Linked DNA regions of Pan troglodytes: all the other regions are linked to region 1. Evidence: chromatin contacts called from public HiChIP or PLAC-seq data. All regions are on one chromosome and are shown on one strand. The core of a region is the stretch at or near the end of the contact, and the rest is flanking DNA. Distances in the headings are between cores, read along the strand shown.

Region 1 (3,804 bases), core at 343-2,842:
TCTTCTTACTTGTAATACAGCAATATGTTTTTAGAGCTTTGCACTTCCATCCACACCTCTGTAATTCCCTGTATCAACTCAGCCCTGTCTACACTCACCAACACCAAAAGCTTAAGCTCATCCTGTATAGGGCAGGCAAGTGCCTACAACATTTTCTAAATTACATAAAACTGAAAAGTCCACTGAAACTAAAAATCTATGATGTTGTGTCTTAATGCAGGGATAATTACAGAGATTCAGAATACAAATTCTCTCACCAAACTTTCGATTTCATTCTAAATTGATTCTTCCGAAGAAAATAAATTGACAAAATATTTTAACTTTGTGAAGCTGGAGAGGAAGGCAAGAGTTTAAAGTATTAAACTATATAAACATAAACTACTGTTAGCTCATCTGTGATGATCAGTCTACTGAATCTCATTATTGATTTTTCAGCACATACATTTCAGTAGCCCCGTCAGAATTAAAACAAACCAAATAATTTTAAGAGCTAAACTGTGGCAAGAGTTTAAAAAAAAAAAAAGAATCCAAGCTGCTGCTACTTTTTAAAAAATTTTGTCTAGAAAATGCAAATAAAAACACAAGGTTGGGGAAGGAGCAAAACAAAATCTAAACAGGAATCTTTTTACAAAAACGTTAGAATAAAAAGAATAGAGCCGGGGAAGAATAAACAGCAACTAATCAATTCTTGAGGGAACTGGAAAGGAATATCTCTTACAAAGCAGGGAAAGATGCTTTGGGAGGAAGGTGAGCAAGTTTTGGGGAAAACCCGCAATGGAGAAAGAAAAGAATGGGGAGAGGATGGGACTAAATTGTGGAAAATGTAGAAGATGGAGAGAAAAGAATGGGGTTGGATGCAAGATAAAGAAGAAAGGAAAAAGACCTGGCGGAAAGAAGAGGAGCGGAATCGATATACATACAAAACAGGAAATGGAGCTGGGAGTGGGAGATACTACCGGGTACAGGATTCAGAAGAGGAAGAGGTGGGGCGGGAATGACGGACCTGTGGGAATGAGGATGAAGGTGCATAGTGGCGGGGGGGTTTAAGGGCGGCGATGGACGGAGACAGGTTATGATGTGAGAGAACGAGCTAGGGAGAGGGCCCAGAGATAGGTTGGGAGTAGGGTGGGGGAAATAGTGATCTAAAGGGACAAGAGGCAGGGGCTTGGAGGAGCAGGGCCGTAAGAAAGAACGCGGCTAACGGGATGAGAATGAAGGCGCCAACACACTGCCAAGATGGAGTGGGAAAAAACTAGAGAGGGATGAGGCGGAGGGCAAAGGATCGGAGAGAGGGGATGAGGATGGCTAGGGAAGAACGGCAGAAGTTCGGCCCAGAATAAAGAACAGGGTCAGGACAGAAGACGTGTTTGGAGAGAAGACAGACTTGAGTGGAGGGGAATGGAGGTGCACTGAGAGGGGAAACCTCCTGGGCTGCTGGAAGGTGGGGACAGGTGGGAGTCTGGCAGATAACTGCTCACCGTAGAGTCCTTAAAGGACGTGCCCGGAAGAAAGGGCAAGCCATGCACGGGATTGGACACCATTGCAGCCGGTACCACCGCCGCCACCTAGGTCCTGCTTCGTCCTCTCCGGTTGCCCAGGCGACGAGCAGCGTTCGCGGGCACCTCCAGGCTCCATGGTAACGCTAAACATCCGGAACTCCCACGAGCGGAAGGCGGGGCCAGGAGGCGCAGGCGTCACAGGAGGTTTGCGCGTGCGCCATCCGCAGGACTCCGCGTTCTCGCGGTAAGGGGGCCGCGGCCTTGGAGCGCGGCTAGTGGGCGTGGTTGTGTCGGCCCCTCCTCTTCCGCTTCGCCCCGCCCCGCTCCCGGAGGATGAGACGTGGGAGCTGTTGGGTGGCGCGGGGAAAGGCGGGTGTAGCGAGGCGGTAGTTCTCGCTGTGAGATCCGGGGTCCGAGCAGGCCCTTAGATGAGTTGCAGAGAGGGACGTTCCTTCTCTCCTTCCACCTAGTCCTGGCGGACCTCACTGCGCCCCGCCAACGCTGTGAGCTCAGGCACTCTTTTCTCCCCGCTCTGCCCCATTTCACACAGAAGTGTAAATGGTCGGTCCAGTTGGCAGTGCTACTAAACTAGACCCATGCTTCTTGTAGGTAGGGGCCGAGGATTACCCATGATTGTGTTTCTGTTGCTCAGGGATGGTCAATGAACTAATGCAATCATCTCATCCTTAATTCTCCCACTGCCACATTGTATTTTTCCCCTTTTAACTTTTTTTTAAAATCAATCTTTCTCTTTCTTTCTTTCTTTCTTTCCTTTCTTTTCTTTCTTTTTCCTTCCTTCCTTCCCTCCGTCCCTCCTTCCCTCCTTGCTTCCTTCCTTCCTTCCTTCCCTACTTCCCTCCTTCCGTAGAGATAGTGTCCCACTATGTTGTCCAAGCTGGTCTCGAATTCCTGGGGTCAAGCGATCCGCCCACCTCGCCTCCCAAAGTGCTGGGATTACAGGCATGAGCCACCGCGCCCAGCTCTCTTTATTCTACCATCAATCCCTTCGGTTAAACACCTTCGTTCTTGTAGGGAAAGCCTTGAATATGTGCTGCAGGGCAGGGTGCACTCTGATAGGTACTTGATTTTTGTTGACTGAAGAGCTGCAGGTTGAAGGGTGGTCACCTCAATCCCTCGTTTGTACCTGCAGCTGCAATGAAAAAGATCAGAACCACTAGGAGGAACACAGCTCCTTCAAAGAGAAAGACTAAGTCTTGGGAAAGAAGCAGATAAGTGAGGTGAAATATTGTCAGCATCATAGGTATAGCCTTTGATGCTTTTTACAAAACTTGCTTAAATTATTTTTTCTTAAAAGAAACATAATCCTATTCCTGAAACATTTTTTTGGTGGGGGGAAGAAAGCTATCCATCATTGCTGAGGAGCTTAAAAATAAAAAGTAATCAAAAGCCACGTGCCGAGAGATTTGGATTCATTAGGTCTGACATGGAGGCCAGGAATCTGATTTTTGTAACAGGCGTTTGTGACAAGCCAGTTTAGGAACATGATAGAGTAATAAGCCAGACACAGAAGGCATATCTCAGTGTCACAGGTAGTTTACTGCCAATACAGACAGCAGCTTTACTTTTATTGCTGCTTGTCAGAGCAAATCCCCCTGATGGGTTTCACTAATTTGTGTGACGCTCAGGAGGCCCAGGACATGAATGCATTAAGTGGCACCTGAGGCAGTTATTGATGCCTGCTTACCATACCCTGCCCAGAGAGTTTCTTTTCTAACTCTTCTCCCCTTACTACATCTGTTTCCTGTTCTTGTCCTTTTTTAAACCTCTTTTTCTTTTTCTGTAAGTACATTACCTTAATGCAGCAGTTTAATACATTTTTTAAAAACTTCAATGAAGTTTTTTTGCCTTTGGTGCTTTTTACAAAACTTGCTTATTTTTTTAAAAAATAAATGTAATCATATTCCTCAAACATTGGTTAGCATTGTGGAAGTTACTGAAAACTTTTAAAGTACCTGTCCGTTGTATTATACCTTAGACACCAACTGAGGATGGATGCCAGTCACTGGAGGAATATGTCAAGATGGCAAGTTTGCTGGGTGCGGTGGCTCACGCCTGTAATCCCAGCACTTTGGGAGGCCGAGGCGGGTGGATCGCCTGAGGTCAGAGTTTGAGACCAGCCTGGACAACATAGTGAAACCCCACCTCTACTAAAAATACAAAATTAGCTGGGCATGGGGGCGCATGCCTGTAATCCCAGCTACTTGGGAGGCTGAGGCACGAGAATCGCTTGAACCCGGGAGGTAGAGGTTGCAGTGAGCCAAGATCGCGCCATTGCACTCCGGCC
Region 2 (4,107 bases), core at 1,472-3,971, 130 kb after region 1:
ATACTACTAACCTAATTTGAAAGGTGAAGAAACTGAGGCACAGAGTGGTTAAGTAAGTTGCCTAGTCACGCAGGTAATATACAGAGCAGCCAGAAAGAGTAACCAAATCTGCCTGTCTTGGTGCTTGAAACTCTAGATGCTATAGCATCTGAAGATTCTGACTTCACACTGCAGAACTGTGAGGTTAGGGCAAGCCTGTGCCTACAGATTATTCCTTGAGCTGCTGTGACACCTGGAGGCATAGATTTGCTCACCTCCAAGCTTTGGTGGCCTTTGAGTAAATGTCAAAGGACTGCTAATGAATTATGGCACTTTCCTGAGTGCCTAAACAAGTTATTAATTACAGGGTATTATTTGAAATGTTTTGCAACATATAATGTTCATTAGTTTGAACAAAGGTATATATAATTTCTTGTAATAATATTTATTATGGATTTGTATTGTGTCTTTGGGTATTTTTGGGACCCTGAGGACATAGAAAAATGGCAGTATTACATCTATTTTGCAATCTCTTTGCAATCTTGTTTTCTTTCCATTCTCTTCCTGTATACTCTGCTCTCCAGGGAGCCCCCTAGCGTTTAGGCAGCCTTGGAGATGGGCTTGAGTCCATTAAAGTCTAGGGTGGAAAGAAAATTGAAATGGAGGAAAGCAGGAATGTGACCCAAGTATGGAAACTGTAGATACACTACTTTATTAGATTATATGTGCTTTTTAGGGCTAAGCTCAGCTGGACTTTTTATGAGATATGTACAAATGCCCCTAATTTTTCTGTAGCAACAACCTGATTGATTTTGGGCAGTTTGCAGGTGTCGGGGATAACAAAGGAAATACATTTCCTCTGCTTAAAGATTTCATGCCCTAATGAAAGAAGGGAGAAACACCAATTAAATAGCGGTGTGTCCTTCACAGCTGAAGATGATTATATTGGGACAAATCAAGTCTTTATCAAAGACCATGGCATGATTAATTCATTAAATAGAATTGTCTTTACATAGTTTCCAAATTTGCCATTAGCTCATGGAATGTTAGAGTAAGACAGATTATCAGAGATATTCTAATTCAGTTTCTTCATCTTATACTGTATATAAGGAAACAAGCCCAGAAAAAAGTGTGAGAATCAAAGATGTGGTTTTCAGATTTCCACTCTTTTGGACTTTCTACTACAAATGACTCGACTTCTTTGCTAGTTTGAACTAAGCTTCCCGGTTCTTTTAGCGTTAATTTCAAATTGTTTCCGGAGCAGAGGATATCTCAGTACTCTGTCCAATAAGTTCATAAAATAAGAGTTATGAGTAAAAAGTCTTAATAAATCAGTAATTACCTCTTGCTATATAACGGCAAACAGTATCTTTATTCTAGAATTTTCTTTTTTTTTTGCCCGTTAATAAACATAAAAGCAAGCAGTCAAATGACAGCCTTTTTGCTTTGGCTAAGGATCGATTTATCTGCCCACTAGGATGGCACAAAACATACAGTAACTATAAACTGAATAATAACTGGAAATACATATACCCACACAAATAGATGGCATATATATTTTGTTTAGGCAGATTATTCTTAGAATATTTATCAGTACATAGTGAGTCCAGAAGACTTTAAAACATAAGCTAATAGTTGGCTGAAATTTCAGATAAAGAGTTATCAAATGTCTGATGTTGGGCAATCCAGTATTTCAGTTTCTTGTTCAGTAAAATTAAAAACACATGCTGGGGCAATGGGCTTGCTCTTTATTGTGCAGAGTGGTTACATGGGTGTAAGCACAGGTAAAAATTCACTGAGCTGTACACTTAAGATTTGTGCATTTTACTGTATATACATTATATCTCAAAATAAAACTAGAAATATAACAAAAAGCCAACCACGACGGACTGAAAACAAACATACAAATGTGGACGTGCGATGATCTTTTAGTCATTATGGTTTCAGATTTGCTGTTAGTTACTGATTGATATTTAATCAAAGTGACGTGAAACACTTTTTCCCCTCTTGAGCTGATCGTTCAGTAAGCTAAGTTACTTAAAAGGATCCTGTGATCTTTTTATAAGACCAGAAAGCCTTTAATTTACCTGTTATTAAGTAAGATGGAGTAGTAACGGTTTCCAGAATTTGTATAACACACGATGAAGTCTCTAGGGGGCAGGGTAAACACAGATTTTTTTTTTTCACTTCATCCTTCTCTGCGGCGATGTCTTTATGGAGTTCGTCAGGCAACGGTATCAGATAGCAAATGGGTTTTTAACTAATCCTTCCCTAAGGTACTATAGTTCTATATTCTATCCTATAGATTCTCAAAATCCACTTTTACACTAGGATGCCACTGGAGGGCAGTTCTGATTTGGATATATCTTAAAAATGATTTGCTTTTATGTTTTCATCTTCCTGCGTTATAAAGCACCATCCTCTGAATTTGGTCGTTGCATCGGGTCAAAAGTTCTGCAGCTTGAAAAACCCTGCAAAAACATCCGGAAAGGAGGGAGAACACTACAACTCCCAGAACGCAACGCTTTCCCTCTCGCCAGCCTGTCTCCTCTCAGCCCTATTGGTCAGTTTGCTCGTCAGTGAGGGAGGCGGAGGGAGGGGAGGAACAGAGAATCCCGGATGGTACGTTTCCCGCCACCGCGGGGCGCGCAGCGGAAAACCCGAAGAAGAAGAAGCTTTTGATTGGACAGTCGCTAGTCCGACCTCAGAGAACTCAGCCAATCATAATGCTTATATGCTCCCAAGGTCCCCGCCTCTTCCTCGAGGTAACCTTTGGTGGCGGGAAGAGTTCGGAAGTTTTCGCGCCGGGGTGGAGTCATCCTGGGAACCTCCACGCGACTTTGGTGGAGGTAGTTCTTTGGCAGCGGGCATGGCGGGTACCGTGGTGCTGGACGATGTGGAGCTGCGGGAGGCTCAGAGAGATTACCTGGACTTCCTGGACGACGAGGTGAGGGAGGCGCCGGCGCGCGGGCTCTAGCGCTCGGAGCCCCTGCGGACGCGGCCCGGCCGGGAAGCCAGAGGCCCGCCAGGCCTCCAGACCGTGTGCCGCAGCGGAGCCTGCCGGGCCCGAGCCTCCAGCCCCAATCTTGTAACTTCTCAACGCCGGACTCGCTAGTTTGTGTTCGATAAGTGAACTCTTAGGAAGCCAGCTTTCTCCTAAGTACAAGCGATGGTCCGGGCGCGCAAAAGGCGACAGGTTCCCATTAAGTGCAAGCAGATTGGCAAAGCCCACCTCGGCCTTTTGCATTTCACTGCTCTCTCTTGATTTGAGGAGACTGTGGGGGAGGGGCTGCCCTAGGGCTATAGTGACCAGCCGCGTTGCAGAGTGCTCAGATTTTAGGGACTGACTTTTTACCAGGAGGAAAAGACTCCCTAATTCGGCTGCATTCTTTTTCAGTACCAACTAAGATGCAGATAAAAAGTGTTTTGTGTGCAGGCCAAGGGGATTTTATGTGCAACCCAAGACTTAAAGCCATAGAATGTTGAAAAAACCATCTTGAAGGGTTGATGATGTGACCAAATAGCTGAGATTCTCTATTCCTTTAGGTCGGGGTATGAGAACCCTTTCCGTATTATAGAGATGATTGGAAAAAATATTACTTTTTATATAATTCTTAAATGAAAAGCCATTTTAATGTGACTACTAAGAGTCTGTTTTATTTACATTTTTATTATATATATCTGAAGTGCACATGTTTTGATATACATGGTGAAATGATTACTACAGTGAAACAACATATCCATCTATTCACGTTGTTACCTTTAACATTCACATTGCTAGGTTTAACTTAACATTTTAACAAAGTTTGCACTTACTGTCCATTTAGACTTCTCATGAGCTCATTTTAATTCTCCACTAAAGACAGAAATTACAGCATGCAGAAAAGTTGTCCATGATGATGGGAATAACAGCATGGACCTTGAGGAAGTCATTATAATTCTTATAGTCCCCTCTTAGGGTGTTATTTCGAATCTAAAAATAGTGAATGAAAGGGAGAAATTGATGAGCACGTACTTACTGGGGATTCAGCTCTGCTGCAGAGATTGACTTAGCTATCTGGCTATGAGAACTACTTCTGTTTAGAAACATTGTTTTTAAATTTGTGGCTATGGTGATATGTGGTGGCT
Region 3 (3,667 bases), core at 1,094-3,593, 160 kb before region 1:
CAGAGGGAGTGACCCGAGAGAAAGAAAGCGGAAACCCTCAAATGCCTCTTCTGGCCTAGTCTTGGAAGTCACATACCATCACTTATGCTACATTCTATTTATTAGGAGTGAGCCACTAAGTCCAGCCCACACTCAAGGGGAGGGGAACGAATTGCCTCTTTTTGAAGGAAGGAATGTTGAAAAACTGGAGGACATATACCCATATGCCACGTAATGATATTCAGGTCAAACAACATATAAAACAGTTGTTTCATAAGATCGTAATGGAGCTGAAAATTTCCTATCACATAGTGATGTCATAGACACTGTAACATTGTAGCGCAATGCATTAACCACGTGTTTCTGGCGATGCTGGTGTAAACAAACCTACTGTGCTGCCCCATAATATAGTTTAGTATAAATGTGTAGCAAAAGGCTGGGTGCAGTGGCCTGTAATCTCAGCACTTTGGGAGGCCAAGACGGGCGGATCACTGAAGATCAGGAGTTTGACACTAGCCTGGCCAACATGGTGAAACCCCATCTCTACTAAAAATACAAAAATTAGCAGGGGGTGGTGGAGGGCACCTGTAATCTCAGCTACTCAGGAGGCTGAGGCAGGAGAATTGCTTGAACCTGGAAGGAGGAGGTTCCAGTGAGCCGAGATGGCGTCACGGCACTCCAGCTTGGGCAACAGAGAATCCATCTCAAAAAATGGCGGATCGCTTGCGGTCAGGAGTTCGAGACCAGCCTGGTCAACATGGTGAAACCCCCACCTCTACTAAAAAATACGAAAATTAGCCGGGTGTGGTGGCACATACCTGTAGTTCCAGCTACAGGCTGAAGCATGAGAATTGCTTGAAGCCAGGAGGCAGAGGTTGCAGTGAGTCAAGATCTCGCCACTGCACTCCTGCCTGGGCAACAGAGTTAAGACTCTGTCTCAAAATAATAATAATAATAATAATAATAATAATAATAATAGCAGTGGGGGTAACTTAAATTCAACCATCTAAACCTATAAAGAAACCAATTGTATTAAGTTCAACCTCATAGGTGTGGCCGCACGTTGCAAATTTGAACACATCTTCACAGGTGGAAAGTCGAGGTGCTTCAGAGTTCTTGATCTTTCTGTTCCTCACAAGACGAAGGTTCAACTTTGAGAAAGGTCAGTCTTGAAGTTAAATGAGGTTTAGTCCAATCTAGGCATTACTTTTTCATTTCCTTGAGAGTCAGATAAGGGAATTACAGACCCAAGACTGTATTTTAAATAAGGTGGAGTGCAGATCGAGGAAGTAAAATTTCTCTAGGAACTCCATCCTGTCTCAATTACATTCCACCGCGTGCCACTTTTAAAAAATCATATTTATTTAGAAGTGAAATAACTGTGGACCTAATAAAAAATGGAATAGGAATTAGTTTTTTTTGTTCATTACGTATTTCTGCACATCTAGAAAGTAACTGACTGCTTCATTACTGGTAGGATTAAATCCAATATTTGCGAATATAATTTATTAAGAACACCTTTTGTCCTTCCAGGAGTACTTTTAAGACTTAATATTAAATAGAAACTTTCAGTGAGAAAGTTCCTTCCTTTTTTGCTTCTTCTGTGTTTATTCTTCCACTTCTTCTGATTAATATGTAAGGTAGACTTTCGGTGAGATGTGTGTAGCTAATTAATGGTGGCATGAGGGTCCCAAAAATTACTGGGCAAAACTGCAATCATCCACCCTCTCCCCGCATTGGAGCGAAAGCTCCCCTAGGGCAGGGTCTTTCGGTTTGTTGATCTACCTGAACCGTGCCTAGCCCACTGCAAGTTCTCGATAAATACTTGAGCAATCTCCATTCACTGATCGTCCGTGCAGGGCGCTGTGGCCAGCCAGAAGGCCGGTTCGCGGCTTCCCTGCTTCCGCCGCACCCGCGCCGCCCTCAGCCCCCGGGGCCACAGCCCGCAACCCCGGGAGCATCCGGCTGCCCGGCCACCCCCGGGGCGCTCGCTGCCTCCGGGGCCTGCCCTTCCCGCGGAGGAAGGAGCGGAGCGAGGAGTGGGAAAGCTGGGCCCACTTCCTGTCCGGGCAGGCCTGGGCGCCCGCCTCCTCCGCGGCCTGCTTTCTCCGCCGCGAGCTGCTGAGCCTCGGGCCCCAAGAATGCGGCCGGGCGCGGCGCTGGCGCGGGACGAGGAGGAGCCGAGTCCCGCTCGCCGCCCCCGTACGCCTCCGCCCCGGCAGCCCGCGCGTGCCCAGCGGCTAGAGGGTTAAGCCCGCGGGGGGCGGGGCCAGGCGCGCCGAGTGCGGGCCGCGGGCTGGGCGGGGGCTGGGCGGGGGCTGCGGCCGGGGGCGGTTACGGGCGGCGGGGGCGGGCGGAGGAAGGGGGCGGGCCCCGAAGTTGTTCCGCGCTGGGCGGGCGGGCGGCTGTGGGAGAGCGGGCGGCGGGCCGGCGGGCGGACCGGGCCGGTGCTGGAGAAGTTTGCGCTGCGGTTCGTGAGCGCAGGGTGCGGGCCCCGCCGGCCGCTGCGCGCCCGCTGCCATGGCTTTCCGCAGGAGGACGAAAAGTTACCCGCTCTTCAGCCAGGAGTTCGTCATCCACAACCATGCGGACATCGGCTTCTGCCTGGTGCTCTGCGTCCTCATCGGGCTTATGTTCGAGGTGAGAGCCTGGGGAGGAGGGAGCTGGAGGGACAGTGCCCCCTGTCGTGCACCGCCCGGCACACCCCTGCAGGTCAGCGGGCCCTCCTCTGATCGGAGGCTCCTGGCTGCCGTGTACGTTATCGGCACCCCGGCTTTGTGCACTGTACCCCTCCGGCCTGTACCCCGGCCAGCCCAGACAGCACCCCCAGCTCCGCGCCGTGCCAGCCATGCCATGCTCTGCCGCCCCCTTGGGCACTCATCGTATCCTGCAGCTCTGTCTGCAGCCCTGAAACCCCAGCCTGGCCTCGAACCAACCGCCGCGCTGCCACCCTGGCTTGACGCGTGGGGTTCCCTTTCTGGCGTCCAGGAGCCAAGCCCAGAGACTCCCAGACCCGCAGTCATTGCACAACCCCCTCTTACCCCAAGGGGTGGCCACTAGCTCTTCTGGGCTTTTCCAGTGGGAGAGACCCAGAACCTTTTCCACTTCCTATGTGATTTCCTGGGTGTTTTGCATCTCAGCTCTGGAACGTGCTCGGATGTTCACGTGTGGCCCTGGCCCCATCCCAGCAGTGGCCTTCTGCTCTCGTGTCGCTCCCACTTTTTTGCTGTGCTCTAGAAGGCCAATTTTTGGATATCCTTTACCACTCCGTGAACTGTCCCTTTAGATCCATCTGCGGCGACCCAGAGCTTCACCCCCTTTACAGAGACAAGAAGAGAGACAGGGATACCCTCCACTTTTTGGGGAAAGTTGATTCTCTTATAGTGTAGGAGTGGGGGGCAGAGGATGGGGATCCCACCCCCAACAGCAATGTCCTGGTGTCGGCCTCCCAGGCAGGGAGTTGTAGAAAGCCAGCAAGGGGTCAGAATTCACAAGACTGATGGGAAGGATTCCCTACTCTTGCAGAGCAAGAAAAATGTGATATTCAAAAGTGGGAAGAACTGGAGGAAGCTTGGCATGGGTTTGTTGCGGTATATCTTGTCTCAGAAGTGAGATATGTGAGCGACATTCCCCTCACTCTCACCGTGGTCTCCTCTGGTTCCTGAGACTCCTTGTCCTCCCTTCTGCG
Region 4 (3,617 bases), core at 689-3,188, 250 kb before region 1:
AAAAGAGAGGGTGCTGGTGAGAAAGACAGGGCTGTACACCCACATAAGCCCCGTAAAGGGAGTCTGGTTCCGTCCTAAGGGCAATGAAGGATCACTGAAGGGAGCCTCACAATCAGATTTAAATTCCAGCAAGCACTTCCCAGTTGCAGTAGTGAAGATGGGTTGTGAAGTGAGGCAGGGAGATAAATCGGGAAGCTGTTGCAGTAAAGCAAGCAAGAGCTTAGTTGATAACGGTAGGCTTATCTAGAGAAATGGCAATGAGAATGGAGAGAAGGTGGACAGATTTCAGAAGTTCAGGAGGTAGAATCAGCAGAATTGAATTTGAGGCGGGAAGGGAAAGTCAGGGGTGAATCAGAGATGACTCACCCCTAGGTATCTGGCTTAGACCATTAGGAGAAGTAGGGAGTCGGGGAGCCTCATGCTATTCCCTGAGACAGAGAACATGGGAAGAGCAGCAGGTGTGTGGCGGGGGGAAGACGGAGGTGGCTAGGAATGATGGGACGTGTTTAGAATGTATTCAGTCTGAGACGCCCAACACACAGTCCGGAAAACACCCTTACATACAGATCTGAAGCTTATGAGAGTTCTTTCATTATCAGGTGTAACTTCTAGACCTAATTTTCTCCTAAAGCTAAGTAGCTGTTGTGAAAGATTAATTCCACTCCATCCTGAGCCCCCCAGCTCTTCCTGCGATCTTCTCTTGAGGACCCACACCCTTTTACTTGGTTGGGATTCTCTCAACTCTCAGCCAGCCAAGCTCCTTGAGGGCAAACCAAGGTTCAGTTTATCTTTGTCCTCCTCACAGCACCAAGAACCCTGCCATGCACAAGGCAGGTACTTAAAATACTTGTTAAATGAATAAATGAGTGAGTGAACCAAAGGAACAGCTTCTGCCTGAAGACATTCTGTAACTGACCTACCCAATAGAGCTTTATTGCCAGGAAACAGGTAGCCCCTTAATCTCCTTAGTGAACTGACTGTTGTTCTAAAGAGGCAAAATAAATCTACTCCCAATGCTTGCAAGAAGACTCTGTTCTCACAGAGAATATTCAGACAAAAGAATCACCTATTCCATGACGGAGCCATGTGGCCAGGCCAGAAGCACACATTAAAGGCAAAGGCTGTGTTAACATGGAAGGGATAAGGTGGGAGAGGATGTGCACAGCACATCACACGCTCTCATCACAAATGTGATGCTCAAGCCTTGGAAGGACTAAAACGCATCTTGGATGCAATGCAGCAAAACGATTTACCATACCAGGTACAAAACAAGGTGACAGGGGACAGCCTCTCTGCCCGCCCCAAATCCTCCAAAATTCGGAAAACTAAGAGATTTTCGGTGAACTGTTATATAAAAAGCATTTTCACATGCTAAAGATATAACAATTACCTACCCTTGAGCTCTTGGAGGGCACAAAAGGCACATTTTCGAGTGGGGTCTGGGTGGTGCTGAGAAGGTTAAAATTCCTGCCAAGCATTTTGCAGTGGTCCATGAGCCCACCCCACCACCCCAGTTCCAGGAAGGTAGGAGGCAGGATAGGTGGGATATTTAGGGATACCAGAAGGCAGAAACTCGGGAGGAGGAGAAAAATGATACCGCGGAGGTAAGACCGATGCCCTGCAAAATCCCCTCAAGGTCCTCTGCATCATCATTTGCTGTACAGGTTTGGCGCGGGGGAGGGGATGCCCGCTAAGCAACGCCCCTTATATTTCTGCAGTTTTGTAAGAAAATTCAGAGCAGGAAGGTCTCCATTGCGGGATGCACAGCTCACCTGCAGCCCCGAGCCTTCACTGCAGCTGAAAAGACAGAAGTCTGGGGCCAGCTGCCGCCAAGCGCGGTACCTGGAGTCCGGAAGCAGTCTCCGCACCAGCTCCGTCCCACTCGGCGCCCAGCCGTCTCGCGCTGAGCAAAGGCCGCTCCCTCCTGGAAACGCCCTCCCTGCCGCGCGCATGCGCTATGTCCCTTCTCGCCTTGCAGGACTCCGCCCGGTCCATGCCCTCCGGCTGAATCCGGGCGGCCTGTAGGCCAGGCAGCCAGGAGGCCCTGTGCTGCAACATCCCGGCGGCAGCCGGACCCGTTGCTCCGTCTATCCTGCCTTCGGCCCTGTCCTGGAGCCAGGGCTGGGGTTTGCTGCCTCCCGCCTGACGGAGCAGGACTGGCAGGAAGCGTGTTTGCAAGAAGCCAAAATTACAGAAGGCGAAGATTTTTAAATTAATTCCATTCATCTTTCAAGGGACATTTCCAGAACCTCCAAAAGGCAACCCGAGGTCTTCTACACACCCTCCAGCAGACTGTCCCCACTGTCAGTGGAGGGAGCTAAGGTTCAGTGAGGTCAAGTGACTTAGTTGTCCCAGGTCAAAATCCAAGTTTGCCTGGTGTCAAAGCCCAAGCACCCTTCATTACACTATGGGATCATCTAGATGTGGTTGGGAGACGAGGATCCTAGTTTAAACTTCAGGCCCAGGATTTGCTGGGTTTAGATATCTACTGGGAAAGGTATAGAATTCCAGAGTTGGAAAGCCTTTAAAACCTTGCCTAATCCAAGGCAATCCGCCCAATCCCAGGAACGAAACTTAAATTGACCTTATTTTTTTTTTAAATACAGGATCTCAGTCGGTCGCCCAGGCTGGAGTGCAGTGGCACCATCCCGTCTCACTGCAACCTCTGCCTCCTGCCTCCTGGGTTCAAGCGATTCTCCAGCCTCAACCTCCCAAGTAGCTAGGATTACAGGTGTGTGCCACCTCACCCGACTATTTTTTTTTTTTGTAGAGACCGGGTTTCACTGTGTTGCCCAGGAGGGTCTTGAACTCCTGAGCTCAAAGCAATCCTCCCGCCTCTGCCTCCCGAAGTGCTGGGATTACAGTTTAAATTGACTTTAAATTATGCCTCCCTGTAGCAACTTATCATCTCAATCTTCTGCCTTCTTGATGAATACAGAACTCCGACCCTCTTCCTTATGTAATAGCCCTTTGGAGATTTGAAGAAGGCTGTCATAGTGAAGTAGCTCTAGAGGTTCTGTGTCACTGAGAATTACAGCGGAATTCCTCAGAATAAAAAAGGAAACTCAAAAACTAAATCTTGTGAAGTTTGTTTGCTACATCTATTCTTTGTGCATAAAAGTGCTTCAGGGAAGTAATATAACTACATCTAACTTATGAAAGTCTAAGTTGGTCCTGGGGAATTAATAAAATTCCTGAAGATTCACAGAAGAGTTGATGGCAAGGCATTGGAATGTGGCGTGGAGAAAGTGATAGCCTGAAATTTGGTTCTGAGTTCTCTCAGCACTCCTTTCCATCCCCTTCTATGCCCATCCTTACCCCAGCCTCCTCACCTTCTCTCCTCACACTCTCAGAACACTTACCCTATTTGGAATAAAACTAAAATCCTCTTGGAATACTTTATTATCTTCATCTGATGTGACCTGGGTAAATAACTCCCCTCTGGACCTCAGTGCCTGGATTTAAGATATGGACAAGACTAGATGCTCTGAGATCCCTTACACCCTGTCACCAACATACTCGAAGCTGGAAACAGCCTCATGATATTCCTACTCAAGGCGTATCACCTAAAACTAAAGAAAAACTCTTTGAATATTATGGGAATTCCATACCCTTGA

Evidence for each region. HiChIP or PLAC-seq counts read pairs in DNA pulled down with a chosen protein or histone mark.
Region 2: an H3K4me3 HiChIP or PLAC-seq map of stem cell-derived excitatory neurons shows a contact between it and region 1, with 2.3 times the contacts expected there. The contact joins the promoter of MCM3 here to the promoter of EFHC1 in region 1. A contact is called at or near these places in 1 of 7 Hi-C or Micro-C datasets (stem cell-derived neural progenitor cells) and 1 of 1 datasets of contacts at active chromatin or transcription factors (stem cell-derived excitatory neurons).
Region 3: an H3K4me3 HiChIP or PLAC-seq map of stem cell-derived excitatory neurons shows a contact between it and region 1, with 6 times the contacts expected there. The contact joins the promoter of TRAM2 here to the promoter of EFHC1 in region 1. A contact is called at or near these places in 2 of 7 Hi-C or Micro-C datasets (blood and stem cell-derived neural progenitor cells), 1 of 1 datasets of contacts at active chromatin or transcription factors (stem cell-derived excitatory neurons) and 1 of 1 other capture datasets (stem cell-derived neural stem cells).
Region 4: an H3K4me3 HiChIP or PLAC-seq map of stem cell-derived excitatory neurons shows a contact between it and region 1, with 4 times the contacts expected there. The contact joins the promoter of TMEM14A here to the promoter of EFHC1 in region 1. A contact is called at or near these places in 2 of 7 Hi-C or Micro-C datasets (induced pluripotent stem cells and lymphocytes) and 1 of 1 datasets of contacts at active chromatin or transcription factors (stem cell-derived excitatory neurons).

What each region holds. Positions count from the first base shown.
Region 1 is chr5:58,275,701-58,279,504 of NHGRI_mPanTro3-v2.0_pri, reverse strand. It overlaps EFHC1 (EF-hand domain containing 1), which reads right to left and starts at 1,592. Exons shown (of 11, transcript NM_001280343.1): 1 at 1,479-1,592. The coding sequence starts at 1,541.
Region 2 is chr5:58,141,545-58,145,651 of NHGRI_mPanTro3-v2.0_pri, reverse strand. It overlaps MCM3 (minichromosome maintenance complex component 3), which reads left to right and starts at 2,721. Exons shown (of 17, transcript XR_010158047.1): 1 at 2,721-2,926.
Region 3 is chr5:58,433,938-58,437,604 of NHGRI_mPanTro3-v2.0_pri, reverse strand. It overlaps TRAM2 (translocation associated membrane protein 2), which reads left to right and starts at 2,343. Exons shown (of 11, transcript XM_518539.9): 1 at 2,343-2,619. The coding sequence starts at 2,500. It overlaps LOC100611061 (a long non-coding RNA gene), which reads right to left and starts at 2,232. Exons shown (of 3, transcript XR_008548525.2): 1 at 798-2,232.
Region 4 is chr5:58,525,425-58,529,041 of NHGRI_mPanTro3-v2.0_pri, reverse strand. It overlaps TMEM14A (transmembrane protein 14A), which reads right to left and starts at 1,938. Exons shown (of 5, transcript XM_003311333.4): 1 at 1,773-1,938.